2 separate regions of the Danio rerio genome follow, and region 1 is linked to region 2. The links are chromatin contacts, called in public Hi-C maps. All regions are on one chromosome and are shown on one strand. The core of a region is the stretch at or near the end of the contact, and the rest is flanking DNA. Distances in the headings are between cores, read along the strand shown. Region 1 has its middle 17 kb from the start of prr15la. Region 2 overlaps LOC110438604 (a long non-coding RNA gene).

Region 1 (4,188 bases), core at 1,685-4,184, 47 kb before region 2:
TTATGTGCATTTTAATATTGTGTGGAACATGTGGGACCAAGAAAAGTTTGTCCTAACAAATGTTACGATCTTATCTGCCTGTCAAAATATGTAATTGCTTATCTCTGCACAGCCTGTTTAAGCAGAAAGGATTTTGTTATTGGCACATTCGTGGATGGCAGGCAAGCATTAACAACCTGCCTTCTGTTTTCAGTTTGGTATTGTAATTATTAACTACTATAAGGCGATGCGGTGGCGCAGTAGGTAGTGCTGTCGCCTCACAGCAAAAAGGTTGCTGGTTCGAGCCTCTGCTGGGTCAGTTGAAATTTCTGTGTGGAGTTTGCATGTTCTCCCCGTGTTCGTGTGGGTTTCCTCCAAGTGCTCCGGTTTCCCCCACAAGTCTAAAGACATGGTGAATTGGGTAAGCTAAATTGTCCGTAGTGAACAAGTGTATGGATGTTTCTCAGAGATGGGTTGCAGCTGTAGGGACATCAACTGCATAAAACATATGCTGGAGCTATGTTATGTTATGTTATGCTATCCAGTTGGCAGTTCATATTACTGTGACGACCCCAGATTAATAAAGGGACTAAGCCGAAAAGAAAATGAATGAATGAATGTTAAGTGATGTTATACACTGTGCATTTAGGAGGCATGTTGATTTGCAGGATGGGTTGCTATCAGACTAACGTTAGCATTTTCCAAAATCTCCTATTGCACCTTTAGCAATAAAGGCTACATTGTGATTTGTATACTTACAAGCAATGGTTCTATGACGACACGGTGGCACAGTGGGTAGCACGATCACCTCACAGCAAGAAAGGTCGCTGGTTCGAGCCTTGTGTGGAGTGTGCATGTTCTCCCTGCAAAAAAATTTAAAGTCATTCCAGTCTACATGTCTAACAGCAGATTTTATTGTAATCCAGTACATTAGTTTATTCATTCATTTATTTATATTCTTTTCGGCTTAGTCCCTTTATTAATCAAGGGTTGCCACAGCAGAATGAACCGCCAACTTATCCAACATGTTTTACGCAGCGGATGCCCTTCCAGCTGCAACCCATCTCTGGGAAACACCCATACACTCTCAGTCACACACATACACTACGGACAATTTAGCCTACCCATTCACCTATAGCGCATATCTTTGGACTCGTGGGGGAAACCAGAGCCCCTGGAGGAAACCCGTACGAACACGGGGAGAACATGCAAACTCCACACAGAAATGCCAACTGACCCAGTCGAGGCTTGAACAAGCGACCTTCTTGCTGCAGCGACCAATCGTGCTACCCACTGCACCACTGTGCAGTCCAGTTTGCAGACTTATTTACAGAATGCAGATGCATTTTGATTTATTCGGACGCTCCTGTCTGAATTTTGTTCATGATACCATTTCCTCCCTGCTAGCCTGTTTCTATGGATTCTAACTGGTTAATCATGTTCATTCAGTTAAAACAACATTTAGGGTCTCTCAGTTAACCACCTATTTAGGCCTTCATTTGGTTTCTTCCTTAGTTGTCGTATACTATACTAATATAGAGTAGTTCTGTAATGACTATATTGTTCATCTGCTGCAGCAAAGATCCTCTACTCCTCTTCACTAGTTGAAAACATGACAGATTACAAGATATGAACCTAGAGTAAAGCTGCTTTTACTGCTCAAGCTAATATTTTAATTTATCTACCACGAAAAATATTTAAACTTGGGTGTCAGCATGCATGTAAAGTGATTTAATAATAGATAAACAGTAACTAATTGAATTAGAAGTTATTTATGTAGCTATGGTGATGACAAACAGCAGCATTTAAATACTGAGATTTAAAAAACACAAAGTTGACAAAAGCTAAATATCAATCAGTGAATCATATGAAAACATTATTTCTTTGACACAAAAAAAAACTTCTAGTGATTATCATTAATTACTCTTCCTTTGTTTAAGGCATTCTGGCCAATATTAGTCTGTAATACAAGCATATCATATTTTCAACATTCAATACAGTTTGAAAGAATGTTAACAAGACCAAGATGTACTAAATACTGAAACATTGCTTTGTGTTATTTAGAGATCACAGCTTTGTCAGAGTTCTGCATTCTGTCCCACTAGTCAATGCAATGCATGTAAACACTTGGTCCTGTAGTCCACCAGAATTGTTCAGATTGCAAAGTAACCAAAAATGTGTTTTAAAACGCTTGATTTTTAAAGCCAACTTTCAAAAGTTTTCAGAGCTTTTAGGCCCCTAAAATAAATTTGTTACCTAAATTAATGGTCAACACATAAAAAAAAATCATTTGGAATAAATGCCCCATTTAACCCACACATACTTCCATATGTTGGTAAGAAATTTAGCAAAACTGAATTAGCAGAACTTGAATTTCACCATTCCTTATTAAAGCTTTAGGGTCACATGGTCCTTCTTAAATCATTTAATATTTGATCATGAAACAGAAAGAGAGAGTGTTGCGTGAAAGAGAGGATTGGGTGTGGCTACAAATGTCCAATAGTATGAAAGAATAATAGAGGTGGAGATACATACATCAAGAATGTAGGCATCATAGAGAAAGAGAGAGAGAGAGAGAGAGAGAGAGAGAGAGATAGACAAAGAGAGCACAAAAAAGTGCATGTCATGTTAAATGAATATGGAAAAGGGAAAAGTGAGCGAGTATAAAAGAAATAGCGCTTTGATAGACTTTTTCACCCCACATAATCTGGGGTGTCAGATCGGAGAAATGGAGACAAGTGACGTTTTAATATTACTTATTTTTGACACTCGCACAGCATTAAAATTCAAACACCCCCACTCTATCATTGTAAATGTCCAAAACTCTTATTGAGAGTTAAGACTTGCCCATTATTCCCAGTAATTTGCAAGACACACACACACACACACACACACACACGCATTGCCAGATGTCTTTCCCTCCGCTCGTCACTGAGGAGTTTCTCTGTACAAACAGCAGGGGTCACTTAGTGACCCTTTGAGAGGTCAAAGGTTGGGTTCCCAGCCTGATGTAGCCATGGTGATGGCATCTGGAGATTTGCAACAAAGTGGGAATCTCCTCTGCTTGTCAAACTCTCGCTCCACACACACACACACACACACACATGCTTCTGCTTGGGCTCAGTTAGTTTATGATCACTGTAATCCAAAAAACGTGGATGCAATCATGAAATCCTTCATTCATTCATTTTCTTTTCGGCTTAGTCCCTTTATTAATCTGATGTTGCCACAGCGGAATGAACTGCCAACTTATCCAGCAAATGATTTACGCAGCAGATGCCCTTCCAGCTGCAACGCATCTTTGGGAAACATCTATACACACTCATTCAGACTCATACACTAAAGACAATTTACCAACCCAATTCACCTGTACCGCATGTCTTTGAACTGTGGGGGAAACCGGAGTACCTGGATGAAACCCACGCGAACACAGGGAGAACATGCAAACTCCACACAGAAACAGCAAAAGACAAAGCCGAGGCTCAAACCAGCGACCTTCTTGCAGTGAGGCGACACCACTGCAATCATGAAATCCAGTCTTAAAATGGAATTAGATAAAGACAGAATAAAAATGAATCTGACAAATTTTAGAAGAATAAAGGAGACTGTTTTAGTCCCGTGAATATCAAACCGAAAGAGAAATATGAAGTCTGCTGTATGGGATATATGGATGAAAGAAATATAGAGGTTCAGCATGTTTGTGTCAATAAATGACACAGTTTGGTTTACTATATAAAATCTGTTTTGTACATGTTCCTCTTACTATTTGAGGACAAATCCACTTGTAGGTTATTTCCAGGCTTGATCTGAGGGTCACTTTACCAGAATTTGTCTATTTTATGTGAGAAAAGCTATCTTTACAGCATATCATGTACAAAACAACAAAACAAAAACATTTTAAAGGGTTTCATACAATATTTTGGTAAATTGATTAAGAAATTGTTAAATCTTCATGGTTGATGTTGTTTCATGACTTTAGTTACACTCTTTTTGAGTCCTAAAACATTTTATCTATAAAGTCCAGAAAAAAGAATGAAATGGAATTTTTTTTAATGATAAATAAATTAAAATAAGATAAACAAATGTTTAAAAACATTTTAGAGGGTTAAAAAAAAAAAATATATATATATATATATATATTTTTTTTTTTTTTTTTAATGTAAAATTTAGAATAAATTGTTGCTAAATATATTTCATGTTTTTAGTTTT
Region 2 (4,164 bases), core at 1,428-3,927:
AAAGGACAACAGCACTGCCTTAAGATCTGTCGCAGAGAGACAACATCGACTGACACATGAGTGCAAAACAATGCAGGCCACTCGGTGTCCAGGGCAGCACTGAATGTGAAGGAGTGCAATAACGTTTGAAGATTAGTTTTATTCATTCATTCATTTTCTTGTCGGCTTAGTCCCTTAATAATCAGCGGTCACCACAGCGGAATGAACTGCCAACTTATCCAGCATGTGTTTTACACAGCAGATGCCCTTTTAGCTGCAACCCAACACTGGGAAACACCCATACACTCTTGCATCCACACACATACACTACGGCAAATTTAGTTTATTCAATTCACCTATGTTGCATGTCTTCAGACTGTGGGGGAAACTGGAACATACAGAGGAAATCTATGCCAACAGGGGAGAACATGCAAACTCCACACAGAAATGCCAACTGACCCACCCAGAACTCAAACTAGCGACCTTCTTGCTGTGAGGTGATCTCGCTGTAGAGTTCACTTAAAGGTGAAATGTGTCATTTTTGTATATTTTGATGTATAAATGATGTCTTGTCACAGTTTAATGCGCAAACTGCTCAGAAAAAAAAAGTTGTTAGTTTTGTAATTCTTTATCGTGTAAAAATCATACACTTAAAAGCTTTCAAATCCTGCATTCACAACCATTTTAGTCTTACTCAGTCATAGCATGCTGTATGGTTTACATGCTAATACTACGTTCAGTTTTTCAAATCAGAGATGGTTCCAAATTACGTATGTAAACTCACATTGTAAATGTGAAATGACTCTCAATACTCTCAAAAATATATTTATATAAAACATATTGTGGACACTTGACTACTTGTATCTTTGAACGTTGTATCTGAACGTTGCTCTTAGTTGTGTAAATTGCTTCCTTGTCCTCATTTGTAAGTCGCTTTGGATAAAAGCGTCTGCTAAATGACTAAATGTAAATGTAATGTAAATGTATCTCAAAATGACTCTTCACTATATGGAAGATAAAATAAGATATTTTGAAGAATGTTGGATAAATAACCAAGCAATTTTGGTTACTATTGACAATTAAAAACAATGTCAATGCAAGTCAAAGGAAAGAGAAACTATTTTCTTACCAGCATTCTTCAAAATCACTTCATTGCATGAAGAAGAACATGAAAAACCAAAAGGAACCAGATGATCATTTTTGGGTGGAATGTCAGTATGTTGGGCAGCACGTTGGTGCAGTCGGTAGCACAATCACCTTACAGCAATAAGGTTGCTGGTTTGAGCCTCGGCTGGGTCAGCTGGCATTTCTGTGTAGAGTTTGTGTGTTCTCCAGTTTCCCCCACAAGTCCAAAAACATGTGCTATAGGTAAATTAATTCATTCATTTTCTTTTTGGCTCAGTCCCATTATTAATCCAGGGTCGCCACAGCGAAATGAACCGCCAACCTATTTTAAAGCTAAATTGGCCGTAGTGTATCTGTGTGAATGAGTGTGTATGGATGTTTCCTAGTGATGGGTTGCAACTGAAAAGGCATCAGCTGTGTAAAACATATGCTGGATAAGTTGGTGGTTCATTCCGCTGTGGCAACCCCAAATTAATAAAAGGGACTAAGCCAAAAGGAAAATGAATGAATGAATGTCAGTATGTCAGTCTCAGCATGTCATCAATCAATAACCAAAAATATACATGTTTAATACTTTTCTTAAACATTAAATATTTTAGAAGGGTACTTTACCTTTTGTTCTTTTTTCTTCATTCAAACTTTTGTAAGTGGGTATTAGAGTGCAAGTCTTTTAACAAGATATTGTTATATGTTAAGTGCATACATGACAACCAAGAAATTTGGTAGACTTCAGGACTGTATGTGTGCAGGTGCATGGCATTTCTTCACGAGTGAACACAACTACTTGCTTGATACTTGATGCTCAATGTGGTTAAATGTAAATCAGATGTTGCTGAGACTTTTATTTCAGTATGTTGATGTACTTCCAACTGAAAATGCAGATTGATTAGGAGAGGGGCATCTTTATTTTCTTTTTTGCAGCAAACTAACATTAAGAGGGGCATAGTTAAGATTTTGATTTTGATATACTGCTATGAAAGCTCTCAAGTTGACATCAAATGAAAGACGGCCATTTCAAATGCAGAGGCAAAGGGTCAACAAATTTGACTGATTATTAATTGTCAGATTAATTATTTACCTTAAGAATAACAAAATAAACATTGTAAATTTTCATTTCACATAACATTAAGTTGTAGGATTATTTCTCATTTGTAAGTTCTTTGTATAAAAGCCTATGCTGCTATATGAATAATTTCCCCACACGTCAAATGTTGTTTCTCGTTAACTATTAACATCTCATTGCTTTTTCTGTAAGAAACAAGACCTTTTCACTAATCTACTGCTCACAAATCTGCCGGCTAGTCTACATTTGGCCTACGGTCGCCTGTTAACATGAATCTGAGAGTTTCAAGACAACATGAAGCTGTGCAACCTGAACACTGTTCTGTTCAGTGTCAGCCATTTCTGCCTTTGAGGGATTAGAGTGATGTCATCGGCAAGGTCTCAACCCTTTTTGCTGTCATCCCGGCTCAAGTCGCCTTTAAGTCCAATAGGCGAACCGTTTGCATGCACTATAATTCAGACTGTGACTTTGATGATAATAGCACTAATAATGGCCTGACAGTGACGGATGGGTGCAGGCAATTTGGGGGCCCGTGAAGTGACCCCCGGCCCAATCAAAGCACTTCCAGGTTAAATGTGACCCCAGGCAGCCGGCAAAAGGAGAAGCGCTGAATGGATGAAGGGGAAAAGGAAAAAGTGAGGGAGAGAAAGGGAAAAAGGTGAGGTGCTGAAGTGAGGAAACACTCCTCAGGATAATAAGTAATTGCAGCCATACTCCATTTCTTTTTCCGTTTGGATGCTTCTGCAAGACTCTAAGAGTAGAAACTCTGTCCGCTAACCACAGAGGCAGGAGCATTCTAATCCCTGGAGCTACACCCCAAATTCTGCCGCCTTGCCAAAACCTTTCGCTTTCACAACCCAAGTCTTTGGCTGCAAATGCAGTTCTCTTAATCAGTCCAAACACCTCCCCGGGCAGCAGTGGGAATGCTTGGCCAGGCCATGTGTTAGACATTAAACGCAATCAGTGACGGCGCTTTTTTGAGTGCTGGAGAGATTGAGAGGAAGGGAGATCCAGGTTGATAAATAGCAGAGCCACTCAAATGCCCGTCTGTTCACGGGGAGTCTGGGTAATCAAACCGAGGCCTGTTTGCTTTATTTATGTCGCATGTCAGAACGAGAGATTTATCGTTATTACGAGGCAGCTCTTGATTAGTGAGGAGAATGTGGGAAGCTAACCTGGAAAACCTCCACTGCCGTTTAACGTCGTCTTGTTGGGATGAGCACAAACCGAACAATAGATGCATGCTGGTAAAGATGGAGAAGTGACAGGGATTAAGCGTTCTTTGTGGCGACGGCAATTCTGGGCGCAGCATTCTCTCGTGATTACTGTAGGAAAGTGCTCTCCAACTCTGTTCAAAAACAACTAACATCTGATTGCCATTCATTCTTTAGCGGTATCATCTGCAGATGGGAACTGACACCAAAGACAACACGAGCTATGGAAATGATTAAGCAAGACCTCCACAGCAAATAGCTTGGTTATGCAGCACTATAATTTCAATTTCCTTCGCAAACAACTGTTTCAATATAGCCTGGACAAACCAAATAAACACTTCTGACGTACTTACGGTTTCTTGAGACATATAACCTTTTATCTTTGCCTGCCAGAAACAAGCAGCATGTTAGGAATTAGCACAAGGTTCTTCCCTCTAGGTCAACACCGTTCCTTGCCGTTCCTGTACTTTTCCATTAATCCTCCTCCATCTCCCTTAATCATAGCACTGGCCTGGTGACTTGAGAGGCGCCAAGTAACACGCAACCTGTCAGATCCAGCAAGGGAAAAATGAATTAAGTCCAGAGGGTAAAGTTGGGACGGAGAGAAGTGTGAGTGGGCCGAGTATTGAGCCCTGGGGCACATCGAAAGTCATAACTCAAAGCTTAGGTACCGTGGCCCGCCTGAGGAGTTACCGTCTGCCAATTGATTTAGTGTCATCTGAGGTCCTGGCCGCCTCTTACGATTATGTGCCTTATTAAGTGATTCTGTGAGCATGACAGCTT

What was found. A called contact is a pair of places that touch in the nucleus more often than the background predicts.
Region 1: a Hi-C map of fibroblasts shows a contact between it and region 2, with 6 times the contacts expected there. The contact joins two enhancer-like sites. A contact is called at or near these places in 9 of 18 Hi-C or Micro-C datasets (caudal fin, embryo, fibroblasts and 2 more) and 1 of 4 datasets of contacts at active chromatin or transcription factors (caudal fin).

Annotation. Positions count from the first base shown.
Region 1 is chr3:22,912,852-22,917,039 of GRCz12tu, reverse strand. It overlaps a transcript of prr15la not described here. Among named protein-coding and RNA genes, the nearest start is that of prr15la, 17 kb to the left of the region's middle. Within about 2 kb of position 2,934, at least 4 of the 62 cell types and tissues checked have an H3K27ac peak or open chromatin away from gene starts, as enhancers often do.
Region 2 is chr3:22,865,359-22,869,522 of GRCz12tu, reverse strand. It overlaps LOC110438604 (a long non-coding RNA gene), which reads right to left. Exons shown (of 7, transcript XR_012400964.1): 5 at 3,735-3,926. Among named protein-coding and RNA genes, the nearest start is that of dre-mir-152, 30 kb to the right of the region's middle. Within about 2 kb of position 2,677, at least 9 of the 62 cell types and tissues checked have an H3K27ac peak or open chromatin away from gene starts, as enhancers often do.